Regions from separate parts of the Mus musculus genome. Here regions 2, 3 and 4 are each linked to region 1. The links are chromatin contacts, called in public Hi-C and promoter capture Hi-C maps. All regions are on one chromosome and are shown on one strand. Each heading gives the region's core, a stretch centred on a gene start, on an enhancer-like site or on the middle of the called end of the contact. The rest is flanking DNA. Distances are from core to core; before and after follow the strand shown. Region 1 holds the start of H4c3 (H4 clustered histone 3). Region 2 overlaps Slc17a1 (solute carrier family 17 (sodium phosphate), member 1). Region 3 holds the start of Slc17a3 (solute carrier family 17 (sodium phosphate), member 3). Region 4 holds the start of Slc17a4 (solute carrier family 17 (sodium phosphate), member 4).

Region 1 (4,311 bases), core at 916-3,415:
CCAAGAGTAGCAAGACCAAGGCTGTCAAGAAGCCAAAGGCTACGCCCACAAAAGCTTCTGGGAGCGGAAGGAAGACCAAAGGGGCCAAGGGCGTGCAGCAACGTAAAAGCCCCGCCAAAGCCAGGGCAGCAAACCCCAATTCTGGGAAGGCAAAAATGGTCATGCAGAAGACCGATCTGAGGAAGGCAGCAGGGAGGAAGTGAGTTTCAAAGCCAGTTTTCAAAAACCCAAAGGCTCTTTTAAGAGCCACTTACATACTTCTTAAAATGGCCAAACACTTTGAACCAAAGTTAAGGTGGGCAGTTACTTCAGGTCGACCTGTCGTTGAAACCCTAGAGTAGAATCCTAGGGTCCCTATGTGTAGAATATTTCCAAATTTGGTTGTGTATTTGTGGCTTTACGCCAGAATAAAGGTCACCATTGAAACACACAATGTCTTTTATTCTAGAATAAAAGTCACCATTGAAATACACAATGGATGTATTTCATTCTAGAAACACCCTCATATCAAAGGAGATAGAGATAACGCCAGTAGGAGCTTCCACTCTGAAAAAATACTGAACTTACTCTTTCAAACAGCAGTAACTGGCATCCAGGCTTTCAAAGGACCACTATGAACCCAGATATTCAGTGCTTAAGCTAGAGGTTATATTTATTTTTCTTGAGTTGTATTTTTAGGATTTCCTCAGTGATGGATAAAAAAATAAAGCAAGCAGTTAGCAAAAAAACAGAACAACAACAACAACAACAACAACAACAAAACCCTAAAGTTTTTGCAGTTGTGCGATGTGTCAACAAAGATCTAATTTTGTTCTACTTTTAGAAAATAGTTCAATACTATTGATCTAACAGTTATTTTTGAAATGTTTTATGTATTTTATGAGAATAGCATGTAGGCTTCAGGAGAATGACAAAAACCATATTAAAAATTAAGGACTTCTTTATGAAAATGTTAGGGTTTGAGTTCAATGCCCCAACATAACAAAAAAAAGCACTGGGGAAGTCTGGGCTGAAGAACATAAACAAAACAAACAAAAAACAAAAATAACTCATCTTTTAAAGTGATCAAGTTTTATGGAGTGCCACAAATATTAAATTCACATTAAACTATTTTAGGCATTGGTATGAGGAATGACAAAAGATCATAGTAAGGTGGCTTGAGAGATTGTTCAGTCAAGAACACTTAATGCTTTAAAAGAAGTTTGTATATCAGAATACACAACAGCTGGCTCACAACAGCTTCTGACTCCAACTTCCTGGAAATAACGCCGCCCTCTTGTGGCAGATGGCAAACATGGCACACCCACAAGAATTTAAATTATCAAGCCACTGCACAACTAAACTGTATATAAACATACCATTAGGTGGTCCCTAATATAGATTATGTGTACTTAGGCCTTATTAATGGTATACAATTAATAACAGCTAAGCGTCTTCAGTTTCTGTAGTAATCAGCCTTTGCCTTGCTTAGATACAATGGTTCCTGCTCTCTCCTGAGCTTCTAGATGGCTCCAGAAGGGAATAAGCTCTTAAATGACCGGTATCAAAAGTGGATTGAGAAGTGACACGATCAGTGGAAAACCTTCAAATAATTCTAAAACAGTTCGTTCAGTATTAACTTCTGACAGTTCAAAATTATGGGCTTGTTATATTACCCAGTTAAACCTACAGGGTATATTCGGCTGCATGGCATAATTACTACCCACCACATAAGTATAGGACAGAATAACACTTAAACTACCTAGCAGGCTCGATTAAAGCTTCGGTAAGTGAACAACTCCTAGGAATTTGTGGGTGGCCCTGAAAAGGGCCTTTTGTTGACAGTGGAAATCGTTTGTTAGTCGATTAACCGCCGAATCCGTAGAGAGTGCGGCCCTGGCGCTTGAGCGCGTAGACCACGTCCATGGCGGTGACGGTCTTGCGCTTGGCGTGCTCCGTGTAGGTGACGGCGTCGCGGATCACGTTCTCCAGGAACACCTTCAGCACACCGCGGGTCTCCTCGTAGATGAGGCCGGAGATGCGCTTCACTCCCCCGCGCCGGGCCAGGCGGCGGATGGCGGGCTTGGTAATGCCCTGGATGTTATCACGGAGAACCTTACGGTGGCGCTTAGCGCCGCCTTTCCCAAGGCCTTTACCACCCTTACCACGTCCAGACATGGTTATGACAGCAGGGAGACAGCAATCGTCCCTTTAAATAGGCCTTCTGCGGACCTGGTTGAAAACTAGAGCGTTAGGCGGGGTTTCCGAATCCGGGTCTTGGAAGGGGGTGGAGAAAAAAGGATGCGTCATTGGAATCTGAATGTTTTCATTGGCTAGCAAGCCCCAGCTATTCTTTGCATGCGGTGTCTCTTAAAGACCACATTTAAATCCTGCAGAAAAACTTCATTCCCTCCTCCCCACCCCGACCCCATTCTTTCTCATGAAAGAAAGGCTTATTGGGGCCATTCCACAAAGCAGACATCCCCATTTCTCGTTTGCTTTTATTTCTGTCTTGTATTAAATTAGTTGATGGTTTCTTTGTGAGGACTCAGGTTAGATGTCCAAAACAGAGGTAAAATATGCCAAGACTGTCCCATGTCAGTAAAGTTTAATCTATTCCCGGCAGTTTTGTTTGGGTAGACATAAACATTGAAAAGGCATCTCAAATTGAGCACCCTAACTGCAAACTTCATATTCCCTATCTCGAGTCAGAGACCTAATGATTCCGTCTATCCTCTTTTTTAATAAAAACTGAGAAAGTCTACAAAAGAATAGTTAGGTTATCGGTTATCCTCTACCTGCTGTGATTCCAAGTTTGTTTCCCTTCCAGCCCTTATTAATCACAGCATGGCTTGCTCACCTTAAGAGAAGAAGTGTTTTGTAGAGCTGGTAATTACAGTACAGGGCTAATACTTGATTAAGGTCATTACAAAGTCTACAAGGTCCTGGTGAAGCTTGTGATATGATTAGTGATGTCAAAACAAGGCTAATCCGACCCCCGCCCCCCTTTTTAAAAAAAGGCAGAAGAGTAAGTAGCAGTAAGTCTCGATGCGGGTTTAATGTTGATTTTGGCATTCCAAATTTTAATTTAACAATGATGTAGAGGAGATGGCTCAGAAGTTAAGAGCATTTGATACTCCCCCAGAAGGCAAGATTTGGTTCCCAGAGCCTAAATGGTAGCTCACAAACATGCATAACTCTAGTTTCAGGAGACTGATGCTCTTTTCTGATCTCAATGGCACCCATGAATGCAGGCAAACTACTCACACAGACAAAGTAAAATATAGAATTAATATTATGGCTAGTAACAATTTTTAAAATAAAGCCTGCTGACCAAAATGAAGACCTTTAATTCCTGTCTTTTGTTACATATGTTCACCACAAAAACTTTATACCAGGGGCCCCAGAAAACTATGAATTACAAAGACCACATCCAGAAAAAAATAGTTTCAAAATATTCCTGATAAACTTCTAAGTCTATGGTTAATTTTGAAAAAATTAAATTAATTAAATTAACCATATTTACTTCTTACTGCAGAAGACAACAGAGGTCTGCTACCAGGTAGCTGTGGTAATTCCTTTTGAGGTTTGCCAAGAAATAGCAAGTGTTCTAAAATTGGCTTTCTTGGGGTGGAGATAAGTATTCTAGGGTTCATCAGCTGAATTAAAATCCCAGCATAGGAGCTGGTGATATGGGGCTCACAGCCATCCGTAATGAGCTCTGACGCCCTCTTCTGGTGTGTCTGAAGACAGCAACAGTGTACTTATTTATAACGATAAATAAATCTTTAAATAAAATAAAATAAATAAATCTTTAAAATCCAGCATAGCCATTTTCTAACTACTAACTAGCAATTTCAAACAACCAGTTGAATAATCTCTGTGACTTTCATAACTGAAGTAAAAGCTAACAATGATAAAATGTGTTCCTCATAGAACTCTTTGGAGGAATTAACATTGAGAACAGCCTTGCATCAATTAAATATTTAAATAAAACTACCTAAAATGTTATTTTTACAAAGAGATGGAGGGGTGGTAACATGCTTACTTGGCATGTGTTAATCGTTGGGTATGATTCTCAATATAGAAAACTATTCCACTTTAGAAAACACTCATTGCACAAAAAATGTTACTGGGTCTGCAAATTTTTATTCTGACAAATGGGGAGTGGAGTAGAGAAGATTTTCCTCCTAAGACTATTTTTCTTTTTCTCCACTTTGGGCAGTTAATAAGAAACAGCAGACCTGAACCATCAGAATCTTTGCTGGGCAGAAAATGGCCAGGTGATGTCCCTAATGTGTAAACGAATGCATATATGAGAGCACCCCTGCT
Region 2 (4,736 bases), core at 1,650-4,149, 190 kb after region 1:
AACACACACACACACACACACACACACACACACACACACACACAGAATGAGAGCGTCAAAGATATCAGAAGTGATGCAGGCATTTAAAGAGGTGAAAGTAGAGACAAAGGATGTCAGAAGCATGACAGGTGTCAAATTGTCTTATCTACCCCTTGTGGTCAACAATATAACAAATTAAAAATAGAAATATCAGACATAATGTAAACAAAAGGAGCCTATAAGGCCTCTGCTTCTAACAGTGGAAGAGTGAATGGTTCCAATTAATTTTATTAATGTAAACAGTTGTTAAGCTGGAAACTGGAAGGGGAGTTTTCCTTAAACTTGAGCAAGCTGAAGATACAGAAGTAATAGCAGGCCATGTCTGCAAGAAGCAGAAACTTAAGGAATTGGCCAAAATGGCTGCCCTTTTTTTTTTCTTCCTATTGGAAAAAGGACTTTTGAATTTGGGAATGCTCTCCAGAAGATGAAGGATGGGGACCCCAATAAACCAAACATTTTAACTGGAGATTTTCTAAGGGCTGCATCTGAAGAAAAGGGTGACCAGAAATAGTAGCCAATCCTTGAATTCTGCCTATGGTCATTTGGGTGGCAGAAAAAAAGCCACCCAAATCTGAGGCATATCAGGAGTGCTGAGACCTCCCAGTGAGCCCAAGGAAGCCAAGCAAAACACATCCACGTGGGGGTAACCTGGTTTCTGATACAGCATAAATACGTAAATAGCATAAATCAATGGTCTGTATGGATTATTTTCTAAATATCAGCACAAATAACACAAAATAAGTTTAGTATATTATTTATAGCCCTAAAATAAGAATTATATAGTGATTAATTATTTACATATCTATGGAGAAAACCAGGGGATAGATGCTACAGAAAAATTTAAAAATTTAATAAATAGCAAGATACACTGTTTTCTTATATTAAAAGACTAGAAATTGTAAAATGCCTTCTAATTTTGTTATAAAATCTGCTGGTTCAATATAGTCCAAATCAAAACTTTAAATTATTTTCTGTGAGTAATTATAATGTTTTTATAGAATTGGCATGTGTGTATTCACAAAGGGCTAAGAATAATTGGGAAGTTTGGGGTTTTCGTTTGTTTTGGGGTTTGGTTTTTGTTTGAGACAGGATCTCACCGGGTTGGCCTGGCTGACCTTGAACACACTATGTATCCTATCCTATGCTCTCACTTGCACCTTTCTGCCTTCCTCTGCCTCATCAATGTTGATATCTCAGGAATGTGCCACCACATCAAACACCAAAAATTCCTTGAAGAAGAAAACCTAGAGTGCTTTTCCCTAATTGTATCAGAATACTGCCATAGTCAATATGAAATAATATGAGAGGCATTGCAGGAAAATAATAATATCGCACATAGGTTGTTTAAAAATAATAGTTATAGAGCACAGAAATTATTTAAATCTGCCAAATGCATTTGAAAGCACACTTTCTCTCTACACACCTGTCTATATGTGCTTATCTGGTACAACATACTGTTGTCTATGTAAGATATCTTGAAAGAGAGGGAAAGTTTAAAATAATATATCATGAGAAAAAAAGATACATGAATTATAAGAAACAGGTACATTGCCAGATAGTGGTGGCACATGCCTTTAATATCAGTGCTTGGGAGACAGAGGCAGGCAAGCTAATATCTAAGTTTGATTCCAGCCTGATTTACAGAGCAAGTTCCAGGACAGCCAGAGATACACAGAGAAACTCTGTCTCAAAAACAAAACAATGACAGAGAGAAAGAAAGAGAAGGGGAGGGGGAGAGAAAGAGGTATATTAATGGCTTGTAAAAACAGAATTGTATATATAGAAAGACCAAAGTACTTGTGTAGAGTGAAATGATGAATTTCTTGGTTATTTATACATGTTTGAATGCTTGAGTGGCCTGTGTTGACTCTACAAATTACTTTAATGCTTATTTTAAGTGTTATAAGACAGAAGACCAAGATCCGTCCCTCATACTTACTTTGTATCTTAATCCCTCAGGATCCGGAATATGCTTGGCATAAAATTTTCTTCTTGATGGCAGGCATTAATGTGACATGCCTGGTTTTCTATTTTCTATTTGCTAAAGGAGAAATTCAGGACTGGGCTAAAGAAATAAAAACCACACGACTGTGAAGGTGAGACATTGTCAGATTAAGGACAGCGTTGAAACTGAAGATGGGGGGGGGGCAGATTAGAGCAGTTGAAGATGAGCTGCTGAGACAGAGAGCAATCAGAGCCGCAGGCTGGGGGAGGGGAGCATGCTAATTCTGAACCAGTAATCCTGATACCACCGCCCAGCGGTAGCCTGCTCTGGAATTCTGAGGAGACATCAGAGTTGCTATATAAATTTAGGAAACTGAGCTTGAAAAATGAACAGTGAAGAAAGATGCAAGAGAGATGAGGAATACCCTTCAGGAACATAGGATAAGGGTTAGGAAGTGTGAGGTGTTGAGGTGAAGGAAATAATATCTCTGCAAAGTGCTCTCTAGGACTTAAAGTATATGGTATCTAAAATTCACCACTGGGACAGGCAAGAGCTGTCCTAAAAATGATCCAGGCTAAAACAACTTTCGAGGGAATGATGAAGAGAAGAGGTCACCTAAGGTGAGAGAGTCTGGCACGTCACTTTTCATTTAAACTACGAATGGTGAGTAGCCAGGAGAAGAAATGACTCGTGGATTAGAATTGGCAGTTGTGAAATAGTTCTGTTTTTAAGCCCCATTGAATCAAGAGGCCATTGTGGTAACTGCCATTATCTATCAGTGTCTCACAAAAGGAGAGACAAAAAGACTGTGAGCCTGCTTTTTATCTTTCTATGCATGGGGGAAGCGAGTGCACGTGTGTCAGGGCTCCTGTGCACGCAGATGGCTGTTGTGTACAGAAGCCAAAGACAACCTCACACGTCATTCTTATGCTGCCCACCTCTTTTGAATCCAGATCTTTTATTGGCCTCCAGCACAATAGAGTCTACTGGCTGGCCAATCAGGCCCACTGATCTTCCTGTCTTTGCTTAAACAGTGTTTAAATTCCTAGCCTGTGTCCCAATAGTGTGCACTTTTACATTGAATCAAAATCAGGAATCAAAGTCAGGTCCTTTCGGGAGAGAATGTGATGTGAGGAAATAGAAACAGTCTCTTGGAAAGAAGTATGGAATCAAAGAGGTTTCTGTAGTTTTCTGTTGTTTGCTTTATCAGTAGAAAAACGAAGGAAGGAAGGAAGGGAGGGAGGGAGGGAGGGAGGGAGGAAGGAAGGAAGGAAGGAAGGAAGGAAGGAAGGAAGGAAGGAAGGAAAGAAAGAAGGGAAGAGGGAAGGAAGGGAGAGAATGTGATGTAAGGAAATAGAAACAGCCTCTTGGAAAGAAGTATGGAATCAAAGAGGTTTTGTTGCTGCTCTTGGCTGCTTGTTTGGAGGGGAGATGCAATTGCTGATAAGCCAATGGTATGTACAAGCCACTGCTCGTCAGTCCGTTCTGCTGTTGATGTTAATGCACTTTTATATCTACTTTGGTCAGAGTGTGTTACCCAAGAACTCCTGTGTAAGAACTTGATCCAGTGTGGTGTGGGAAGGCCTCAAGCTCACTGGAGTCCAGGCAGACTAGCCTGGAATATGAGATCCTTGTGCCTTGGCCGCTTAGACACTGACATTACAAATGTACAGCATCGTGCCTGATTTTTAAATTCCATTTTAAATGGAATTATTTTCTCAGTTTAGTGTTTGTATTAAATGCAATAGGAGTACAATTAACCTGTGTACATTTCCTGCCCTACAGTTTCATTAAGCTTAGGTTTTGGTGGATACTGTCAAACTTCTGGTTAAATAATTTTGCTCTCCATGAATATAAATAATTTTTCCCCAGTTTTCAATCTGGATAACTTTTTTTTCCTTCCTCTTCTCTAGTTGCTCTGCTAAGAACCTTTAGTTATAAAACTGAATTCAAAGGACAAGAGACAGATCTCTTATCTGCTGCTTGTCTTTGTTGGTTTGGCAGAGGCCAGCATGATCTCTGTGAGTTTGAGGTGAGACTGTCTCTGAAGTGAGTTCTAGGCTAGCTAGGGTTACACAGTAAAACCCTGTCTCAAAATAACAAGAACAAAATCAAGTCAACCAAACAGAAGAACTCAACCACAAAAACAAAACAGAACAGAATAATGTGCTCTTTCTTCGTTGTTGCTCCAGTTGGGGCCCTGTGTGTGCAGTCTGACTTTGCATCCCAGGTTCTGGGGAGGATGCATGAATCCAGAGCTGCTGATATGGATAACAGGCAAAGGCCAGGCTCATCCTAGTCTGTCAATAGCAACCTCTCAACGCCTAGGTGGCAGTGATGGTTCTCAGATAGGTGCTTCAGTGTAGGGACACAGAAGTTGGAGTGTGTGTTTGGTTGAGAATCACCAAGAAAAGCTTTATTTTCATTTTCTTAATGACAAATTCGTTTATTGAGAACTGAAATTTGGGAACACACAGAGAGAGAACCTATTATCACTATAAATGCAATGTGCTGCTTTTGAGAGCAGCAATATGGAACTGCAGGCATGCCAACTCTGACGGACATAGCGGGGTTTTAATTTGCTTGTTTTGTTCTCAAGATGCAGCCTCAACACATAGTATGGAATATCCTTGTGCCCTGAGAATGGACCTACAAAATGCTGCAGATGCTCATATATTAACACATACATTTCTCAGGGCAGGGCAGGGCACAGCAGGGCAGAGGAAGGTGACAAGTGAACACCTGGCAGTCA
Region 3 (4,746 bases), core at 415-2,914, 140 kb after region 1:
GCATTGAGAGCATAAAGCAAGACAGGACTTAAAGCCACAGTGAAGATGAGCTACCAGAAGAGCTCAGTGCACACAGAACCCAGATTCCTTTCTGTGAATGAGTTTGACATCAGTGCTCAGGCTGAGTCATAAGCCTAGGGGCCTCTGAGAGGTAGAGTTTTTTTGTTTTTTGTTTGTTTGTTTGTTTGTTTTTTGCCTATACGAAACAGTGGGTTTGAAGTACCACCTCACCTTTGAGGCAAGGACAAACTCCTTCACGAGCTTGGAAGGCAATGAATCTGTTGTCTACTTCCAAGCTATTGGCAGGATCGTCTAAAGAAATGAACAAGCTTGGCCTCTGGTGTGCTGGTGTGGGTGTTCCGAGCTCAGCCCCTTTGTTGGAAATCAATGTGGAGGTACCTCAAAAAGCTAGACATAGGACTATCATGTGATCAAGCCAGAACATTTCCTGAGAATATTCTCAACAGACTCTATATTCTACTGTAGATTTATTTACTCATTCATGTTTATTGCTTCTCTGTTCACAATCACCAGGAAATGAAAAGGTTTAAAATGTCCCATCACCTGATAAATGTGTAATGATACATGGAAGATTATTCAACCATAAAGAAAAATCAAACTACAAAATTATCAGTTCGGTGCATTTCTCAGCCCTCATCAGGGAAGCTTCTTTTTATAGTATAAGGTGATTAATACAAAGACCCACGGCTTGTCAAAATCTAGGGAGTAAGAGACTGTGGTATGATCAGCTTTAAAAGGGCATCTGTGTCACATTCTTGATCATAAGGCTCAGGAAGCATTGTAGAAGAGGCATCTTAAGCACCAGAGGTAGTGGACATCTACTGCAAAACCTTCTTTGCCAGACAAGACAGCGCTGTTGTACACGTGAGCTCACAGCAGCTGTGGCTGTAAACACAAGACCTGAGCAAGATCCAGCCAGCCAAAATCTCGCCACGGTCAGGGCGGGAGCTCATGAAGTCTCACCCATGGCCGAGGAGCTATTGGCAATTTATGGCTGCTAGCCGGTGAGAGCATCAGTTTTCTTCAGGGATTCAGATTCTAAGATGCTATCCATATTCCATTAGATAGTTCAACACCTATGAACACACAGACAACACTACGTGACTCAGTAGGGAGGAGGAGGAGGAGGAGGAGGAGGAGGAGGAGGAGGAGGAGGAGGAGAAGCAATGAAGAAGCATGAACTTGAGAGGGAAAAGTGACAGTGGGGAATGGGAGGAATTTGTTGGCAAAAATGAGTGAGGTCTGATCACAATGCATCATGTGCATGTATAAAAGTTTTAAGCGGTTACTTAAGTGAGTTAGAAAACTTGCCATTGTACATGGTAACATGTGCAAATTGAGATGTAGGTACGAGCATTGTTTTATGTAGTTTATCAACAAACATAGAAGTAATTAAGACAGGAAAAAAGTCATGGGGAATAAATACTGAATTTATGAGAAGCTTGTGGGTTTTGTCCATTTGATTTGGTTAACAACGTTACTAAATAAGATTATGGCCCACATAGTTCAAAGAAGCAAAAGAAAATTAAAGACCAGACAAAAAAAAGAGGGGGTAAAGTACAAAATGTGTTTAATTTGTAACTTATCCCATTTCAAACCGGAAAAAGGAAATGTCTTTAGAAATACTGCAAGGCAATGTGACTAATAACTGCCTGCAGGTGTCAGACCCAGTAGATCCTTCTGGGGTGCTGGCAAGACACTGGACAAGGACGAAGGCTGTGAAGCTCACAGCTGAAAGCAGGGGGTGCTTCAGCCTGTCATTAATGATTAATAATTGGAGTCATGGAGTGACACAGAATACTGAGTGGTCTGGTAAGAGGTAAGAGAAGCCTGTCCAGAGGAAACACAGGAAGGCCTACCTCAGTCACTAAGTTGGTAAGTCACTTACTTTCATTGGGTAGCCAAAGATCTGCACTGTCCTTGAATACCAGCTGAGGGTTGCTATACATCCCTCCTCCAACTTCAAATGTTCTCCTGCTGACAAAATAAAAACATGTTCATACAATGTAAAAACCTATGTCTACAAAGGCAATGGGGAAGCAAGAGTGAGGAAGACGGAAAAATGGAGGGAGAGGCAAAGGGAAGGGGGAAGGGGGAGAGAAGGGGAAGAAGATAACGGAGGATGGAGAAAGAGAGGGAGAAGGGAGGGGAAAAGAGGGTCCAAGAGGGAGGGGAAAAGGAGGAACATACAGAGACAGCGGGTAAGGAGAGGGAGGAGAAGAAAGAGAGGGAGAGGAGAGACTGGAAACTGAAGAGTTTGTGCTAGATCACCATAGGAATTGGTGGAGACAATAGCAGCTGTGGAGACAGATCCAAGAAACACATACTATAAAGGAATGTTTTTAAAACTTTTACGTAGTCACATAAAATCATGTATGTGTGTAGAAGTGACTTGTCCAGAGAATCAAGGGAGGTAGATCTACCATACCCAACAGAACTTGTTATTTAAAAAAAAAAATTGAATGAGAGAGACAGAGACAGAGACAGACAGAGACAGAGAGAAACAGACAGAGAGAGAATGGTAAGGGGAAAGTCAAAGTGTCTCATGAACAAACATCAGTTCTTTTGCTAATGAGCTCAATGGCCTAGGAGAAGAGAGTCAGTGAGTTTTCTGAGGTCCATGGCCCTGCCTGGGTCCTGAGTCTACAGCAGTGGTTGTAACTACTCTTGTTAGTCTGACAGCTGCTGGGGACATGAAGAACAGTGTGAGCATTGTGAAAACCACTCTAGATAAAATGGTGTTAGCAATCACTTCTTTGCCTGTTACATCATCAATACAAAAAGCACACAGCTCTTACCTTACAGCAAACATGACATTATACTGGAGCCATATTTGAGAGACCATGGTCTGGGAACAGAGATTTAGGTTATGCCAGATGTTCATGTCCCAATATGGAAGCCGTCTCATGAATTTTATAGTTTTATAGAATGACAAAAGTCATAAATCAAGGCAAGTTTAAAATACACTAGAGTCTACATAGAGAGGCAGACACAGCAAGATGGGGAAGTTTTTCTAAGGCCTCAGATGCTACCTGATAAAATTCTTAGACTTTGAATAGGTACAAGCTAGTAGTATCAGTATCAGAATCAGAATCTAGCAGTAACAGTAGCAGTAGCAGTTGTTAGCAATAGCCGTCATCATCGTAATCCTCTTTAAAAATCAATAGATTTCAAAAGGTTATTTATCAGTCATGGAATGTTAGTCCTGACACTAAGTAGAGGTGGGCAAGAAATGGTTGTTGAAGTGGCTAAGTCTATCCGAAATTAAGATAACTGGCCTCTGAACTTATACTATTTCATCCTTTCCACACTATTACAGTTCTAACCAGTGAACCAGACGTTGTAGACTCAGGGGCCTTCCAGGAACTCTCACAGACATTGCGAAGATGTATGCCCTGTCCCACAGAAAGTATTGATCTTTTCCTTAGTCAGCTATGCTTCAGCCATGTGACTACCACAATTTTCTGAAGAAGTGCAGCCTTTCATAATCAAATTCATTCATTGCCCAGATTCTCATCCAGATAAGTTAGGAGACAGAACTATAGCGTAAGAGAAAATAAGGTTACTCTTATGCAAGAATACTGGATTAAGAAAACCAATGAGGTGATATGAACCTTAACCAAATTAAAATGTCTGAGAGGGGACTGGAGAGATGGCTCAGTAATAGAGTGCTTACTGTAGAATGTAAAGACCTTAGTTAACTTTCCAGCACCCACGATGAAAGCTGGGTTCTGTGGCATTTGTTCCTGTAGCAAAGTAGATCAATATGAACCTGTACTGGAACTGGGGAGAGCCTAGCTCCCAAGCCAGAGCTCTTCAAGCATTCTGTAGTGACTCTGATAAATCCAGTGATAAGTAGTTCCAGGCCTTAGCGGCAGGATGCCTATTATATTGAAGTAGGAGATAGTAGCCAGCTGCACCCCACCTTGCTCCCCAGGTAGATGGAATGAGCCTGGTTTTGGCTGCTTGGTACTGACTCTTCAAAGGTCCTCAAATGCATTTTCTTTTAACTAACACCTATGGATTATATATTGTCCTGTTAGACCACAGATCATCTAGCTTGTGCATTCTCTCTCTCTCTCTCTCTCTCTCTCTCTCTCTCAGAAATCAGGCCATACACTCCTCTAGGTCTTTAGGACGAAGAGTTGATAAGAAAATATGCTGCACTGTGCTGTGGCCTTCAGTCCCCCTCTTATTTACAGCTGTGATCAAATCCAGCCCTGCCCCCTACCCCTAACTGACAACATTGAGTTACACTAAGCTTGCCTTCCTGACTTCTGGTCCATATGCCAAGGCAAACTAGATCATGTAGTGTGGGACTTGTTCACCAACTTGAAAGCCCCCTTTAGTGTCTAGAATTGAAGCCCCACTCCTACTGCTATGATGCTCTGTCTCTTCTAATGCTTTCCTACATTAGGGTCTCTCTGTTTCTGTGTCTGTCTGTCTCTCTCTGTCTCTTTGTCTCTTGTCTCTCTCTAACTCTGTCTTTGTCTCTCTCTCTGTCTTTGTCTTTGTGTCTGTCTCTGTCTCTCTGTCTCTGTCTCTCTCTTTCTTTCTCTCTCTCTACATACAGCTCAACTGAAGGGTAATTTCATGTTGGTTCTTTTCTTTTCTATTTTTTCTGAGAAACACTAATTACCCAGAAAGAAAAAAACCACAATGGCCACAGTGGTAGAGATGAGCCCTACAAGTGAGCAGAGTGAGTTCGTCCTAGGTACGCCAGTG
Region 4 (4,407 bases), core at 797-3,296, 220 kb after region 1:
GTACAGGTTCCATGTCAACAAGAAGTGGATGACTTGAGAGAAATCACAAGATGCTCAACAGCAGAGGAAAGAATGAAATGACAGGAGTTAGCCATTCAGGGAAAGACCACTGAAGTCCTTAGCAGGATATTCACAAGATGCAGCAAGGACTATCCACCCAGTTAAAAAGATACTGCCTGCCTTACATCAGCCTCTATTGACCGAGCCCAGCCCTGGGAGAATTAGAAGCTTTAGTTAGGATGAGAGGAGAGGGGAGTGGCTGACAAAGAAAGCGAACAAAGGGCACCCAAACAGCCCCTTCATTCCAGGGTCCAGCCTGGAATTGGGAGAAGCTGTGTTTTTAGATGAAGTTTGGCTTTTTGTGCTCTCCATCGTATTAGGCCTATTATCCAGGAAACTGGGATTATGAAGTCTGAAAATGGCCATCTTACTACTACTACCTGACCATGAACACAGAAGCGGAGAGGCCGAGCAGATGTAAAGGGAAGTACCGTGGCCAGAGCTTCTGGTAAAGCAAAGCCATTCTTCTCTCGAGGGAATATGAAACATGTTCATATTAAAGATATGTAGAATGGGTCGGGTTTGTGCTTCCCTGTCTGTGCAAATGTTACCTAACACCCAGGCGTGTCGCTACTATAGCTGCAAGTGGACAGATACCGACAAGATTCCAGCTTACACCATCTGCAATTCAGAATAAAATTGACAAACAACTTAAATCCAAACCAACACTGGCAGAATGAAATGGGTCAAGCCTGAGATTGTGCTTGGAAACCTAAAACCATCTGCTGACTCTTGTTCACACCTTAGGGAGACTGGTTGGACAGAAGAGTCTCTCACTCATGGAACTGAAGACAGGATTCAGGCCAGCTTTTTCCTTTCTAGCTTTCCAGACCCTTGCAGTGACGCAATGCCTCAGAGTTCACCAGCCTCTGGCTCATTCACTGACCCAGTAAACATATGTGCAATAAATGGAAGGCTTGCTTCCGTGGCTTTCTCCAGCATGACTGGAGGTTTGCTCGCATGAGTGGCTCTGCGTCTACTTAAACAGAAGACCTTAATCTCTGGAGTTTGTCAGTTAGAGGAAGAGGGTTGGACAAGGCTGCTGAAGGGCAAAAGACATGACCACAGACAGCATGCAGGACACATGCTCCAGTGAGTCACAGAGTACAATATGATAAGAAAGAAAAACAAGAATGGCCTAGTTAGGAAGGAAGCAGAAGAGTACAGATGATAACAACTAAGGGGCTGACAGTGAGAACATACGATCTGCCTATTCTAACCACCCAGTCTGTTGGTATACCGTGGCTGTCTCTGAGCTGAGAGGGAAGTCCTCTCCCAGGAACATGACAGCAAAAGAAAAGAGCACTCTGGACCACTGCATAAAGCCATAGGGGGTTTTATTTGCTTCAGTCCCCCATTCTCCCATGAAAATTCTGTTTACTCTGGTTTTTTTGTTAATTTGACCTTTGAAGCCTATTAAAAATATTCTTTAAAACAACAGGGTGTTTTGGTTTGGTTTGGTTTGGTTTTTTTGCCTCAGTCTGTTTGGTTAGTGCTGTTTCTACAAACTAGTGTATCTCACAAAAACAAGTTAAATGCATGAGTGCTTTGTGCAATTTTCCAGCGTCAGTAACCCTAAGAAATGCAAGACCTGACCTTACGATTGGTGTTCCCTTCTAGTTGCTTCAGACAGTATTCTCTCTCCCTTTCTCCCTGTTTCCTACCTTTCCTGTCCCCACCCACCCACCGCTGGCTTTTGTCTCCCTCTTCCATGTCTGTCTTCCTCCCTCCCTCTCCTTCTGGAGTTCCTATAGACCTCGTTTGTTTTAGGAAAAAGCAGCCTCCTGTCTCACTTTTCACAACCATCTCCCAAAAGAAACCCAGTCCTGCACACCACCTATAATCTCAACAGGAAAAGGTCCGTTCCCACACCGTCAGAACCAGAGCAAGAACTGGAAAGCAAACCTGAGGAAGGCGGAGAGCCGGCTCTTGGCTGGGATCCTATCGGTTTCTCAGCTTTCTGCAGCTGTCTAACCCAGAGGAGTGAATTATTACTCAGGGCCTTTAGCTTTTATCTTACCAAATGGAGGCTTTTATTGGCTCAACCATTTAATTTTTAACTTTGTTTTATTATTTAATTGATGACCTGACCATGTTCACTCTATCTTCCTCATACTTGAAGTTCATGTGAAGTCACATACATCTTCCCAGATTCTCTGTGGGTCCTGCTACTACTCTTGCTTGCCTCATTTTTAACTTTTACATTATATGTGATTATTTATGTGTTAGAGTGTGTGTGGGTAAGTTTTCACTTATTGAGGTCAAAGGACAGCTTTCAAGACTGGGTTTTTCCCTTCCACCATGTTGATCTCAAGGTCACAATTCAAGCTATTGAGCACAATGACACTTATCTTTCCCTGCCAAGCTATCAGGTCAACCCTCTGAGCAGCTCATTAATGGCATCTTCATCATCTATGATCTCAGGAGTACAATAATCTTCATAGATAGGGTTACATCTTGTCTCTTAAGTGGCTGTTTTCCACCATATCCATGTTTAATAGAACTAATTTTACACAGAGAGCAGCTATAGGCCTACTGACCTTATAGAAGCCAGACACTTAGAGCTTAACATATTCTCAGGCCAGAGGCTTACTGCTCTAGGATTAATCTAGTGGTCTCAGCACTTGGTCCTCAGCTTCCAGCAGTGGTGCACACAACAGAGCCAGCGACATCCGGGGCTGCAGCTCTCGTACAAGCATCCAATCTTGGGACCTACGATGATAGATGTTGCGCTGTTTAGGATTCTGAGCTGTTGACAGACTCTTTTGCAGCTAATGGACCCGTGGTATCTGAGACCCTTTTGGTAGGTCTCTGGAACTCTTCCAATGACCTCATTTTCCTGTCTTCAGCTCTTCCTGGCTTTCGTGATCTCTGCCCTACCATCGCTGCTACCTTTGCTGCCTCCGCTGTGACCAGTGCTGCTGATTGATCCACGGTTGCAACTGTCACCCTTAAATCCTCTGTCCCCTCACCCTTCCTTCCTGTTACCAACTCATCCTGCTCTAAAATGATAAAGATCAAGCACAGGTGAGAATAGATCACCTGAGAGTTCTATCTTAGGCCTCAGGCTCATGCTGCTACATCAGGATGTTGTCTCTCACCAGAGTGACAAAGTGAACCAAACAACCTGTTAATGTAGCCAGAACAAGGTACAGCAAGGAGTCTGCCCTGTCCTCCAAACATTGCTTCTTCCAAATGAACCACACTTGCATCCTCCAGAGGGGCCTCTGCAAATGGAGCATTGTAGGCGCCAACCATAGATCTCTTTGTGGTCAGCAGTCTCTGGCTAGTGGGAGGCTTCTGACACAGTCTGGGAAATGTCAGGGCTATGTCTGAGCAGCTGGCAGCTGTGGCTGATATATTACCTTCTCAAGTGTTTTGTGGGGAATTCAAAATAGCAGAGCTGGCATGAAGGGAGGGTTGCTGGCTGTGGAGTAGACAGTGCTTCTACCAAGGCAACCAGAAGAATCTAAAAATTATTCATTAGGAAATCAAGTGGGCCTCAATACCTTAGCTTATTTAAAAGAAAAATGAACACTCTAAGAAGTGCTTATAATAAAAACATACTGTTAACATTAACAGGAATTTAACTATGATATAACAAGGCTTGACTCCTGCCTTGGTAACCCAGGAAGGGGTGGGTCCTTCAAATCAGTCTCACAAGAAGACAAAGAGCAACAGTATTATGCTAGGGAGAGGATGGAGTGAGGATGGATTGAGAAGCAGCCAGGATTGTGGGGAATAATCCCAGCACCCAGGATTCAGAAGCAGGAAGATGATGGGTTAGAAGCCATCCTGGGCTATATAATGAGTTCAAATCCATCCTAGACTACATAGTGAGAAACTAAATCAAACAAGAGCCGGAGTGTAGCTTAGGAGTAGAACATTTGCTTAGCATACGCAAAGCCCTGGGCTTAACTCCAGACAGAGGGAGAGAAGGATGGAAGGAAGGAAGAAGAGATAGAGAGAAGAAGAGGGAAGAAGGCACATTAATAAGCAAAAAAAGAATTCTCATAGGATTAGAAATAATCTCTGCCTATACTACAAAAAATCAGAACATATGACTATAATGACTAATATATCATACCAAATAAAAATAACATATTTTCCGAGTTTTTTTTTTTTAAAAAAAAAAGGCCTGGTGGTAGTGTCACTAGCCTTTAATCCCAGCACCATGGAGGTAGAGGCAAGTGGATCTTTGTGAGTTCTAGGCCAGGACAGCCTACAGAAGGAGTTCCAGGACTGTACAGAAAAACCTTGTCTTAAACAAACAAACAAAAACAAAACCATAAGTGAGTATTGTAGCCTACAACATGGAACTGATTTCTTGAGTGAAATGATCCAAAG

What was found. Promoter capture Hi-C pulls out the DNA fragments that hold promoters and counts their contacts. A called contact is a pair of places that touch in the nucleus more often than the background predicts.
Region 2: a contact with region 1 is called in a Hi-C map of rod photoreceptor, with 3 times the contacts expected there. The contact joins the enhancer-like site here to the promoter of H4c3 in region 1. A contact is called at or near these places in 3 of 39 promoter capture datasets (embryonic stem cells, pre-B cells and stem cell-derived epiblast-like cells), 12 of 484 Hi-C or Micro-C datasets (the G1E-ER4 cell line, adipose-derived mesenchymal stem cells, embryonic stem cells and 4 more), 1 of 115 datasets of contacts at active chromatin or transcription factors (embryonic stem cells) and 2 of 9 other capture datasets (adipose tissue and pancreatic islet).
Region 3: a contact with region 1 is called in a promoter capture Hi-C map of stem cell-derived epiblast-like cells, with 2.8 times the contacts expected there. The contact joins the promoter of Slc17a3 here to the promoter of H4c3 in region 1. A contact is called at or near these places in 5 of 39 promoter capture datasets (liver, macrophages, pre-B cells and 1 more) and 1 of 9 other capture datasets (macrophages).
Region 4: a promoter capture Hi-C map of pre-B cells shows a contact between it and region 1, with 2.5 times the contacts expected there. The contact joins the promoter of Slc17a4 here to the promoter of H4c3 in region 1. A contact is called at or near these places in 6 of 39 promoter capture datasets (the HPC-7 cell line, HPC-7-derived erythroid cells, embryonic stem cells and 3 more), 1 of 484 Hi-C or Micro-C datasets (embryonic stem cells), 1 of 115 datasets of contacts at active chromatin or transcription factors (pancreatic cancer cells) and 1 of 9 other capture datasets (pancreatic islet).

What each region holds. Positions count from the first base shown.
Region 1 is chr13:23,696,293-23,700,603 of GRCm38.p6, forward strand. It overlaps H4c3 (H4 clustered histone 3), which reads right to left and starts at 2,166. Exons shown (of 1, transcript NM_178208.2): 1 at 1,792-2,166. The coding sequence starts at 2,157. The coding sequence ends at 1,846. It overlaps H1f6 (H1.6 linker histone, cluster member), which reads left to right. Exons shown (of 1, transcript NM_010377.3): 1 at 1-253. The coding sequence ends at 203.
Region 2 is chr13:23,890,537-23,895,272 of GRCm38.p6, forward strand. Slc17a1 (solute carrier family 17 (sodium phosphate), member 1) reads left to right here. Exons shown (of 13, transcript NM_001170638.1): 12 at 1,999-2,135. The coding sequence ends at 2,133. Among named protein-coding and RNA genes, the nearest start is that of Slc17a4, 22 kb to the right of the region's middle. Within about 2 kb of position 2,900, at least 8 of the 459 cell types and tissues checked have an H3K27ac peak or open chromatin away from gene starts, as enhancers often do. A contact at or near this core is called in rod photoreceptor, where this site is marked.
Region 3 is chr13:23,837,770-23,842,515 of GRCm38.p6, forward strand. It overlaps Slc17a3 (solute carrier family 17 (sodium phosphate), member 3), which reads left to right and starts at 1,665. Exons shown (of 12, transcript NM_001164743.1): 1 at 1,665-1,896.
Region 4 is chr13:23,912,961-23,917,367 of GRCm38.p6, forward strand. Slc17a4 (solute carrier family 17 (sodium phosphate), member 4) reads right to left here and starts at 2,047. Exons shown (of 12, transcript NM_177016.3): 1 at 1,966-2,047.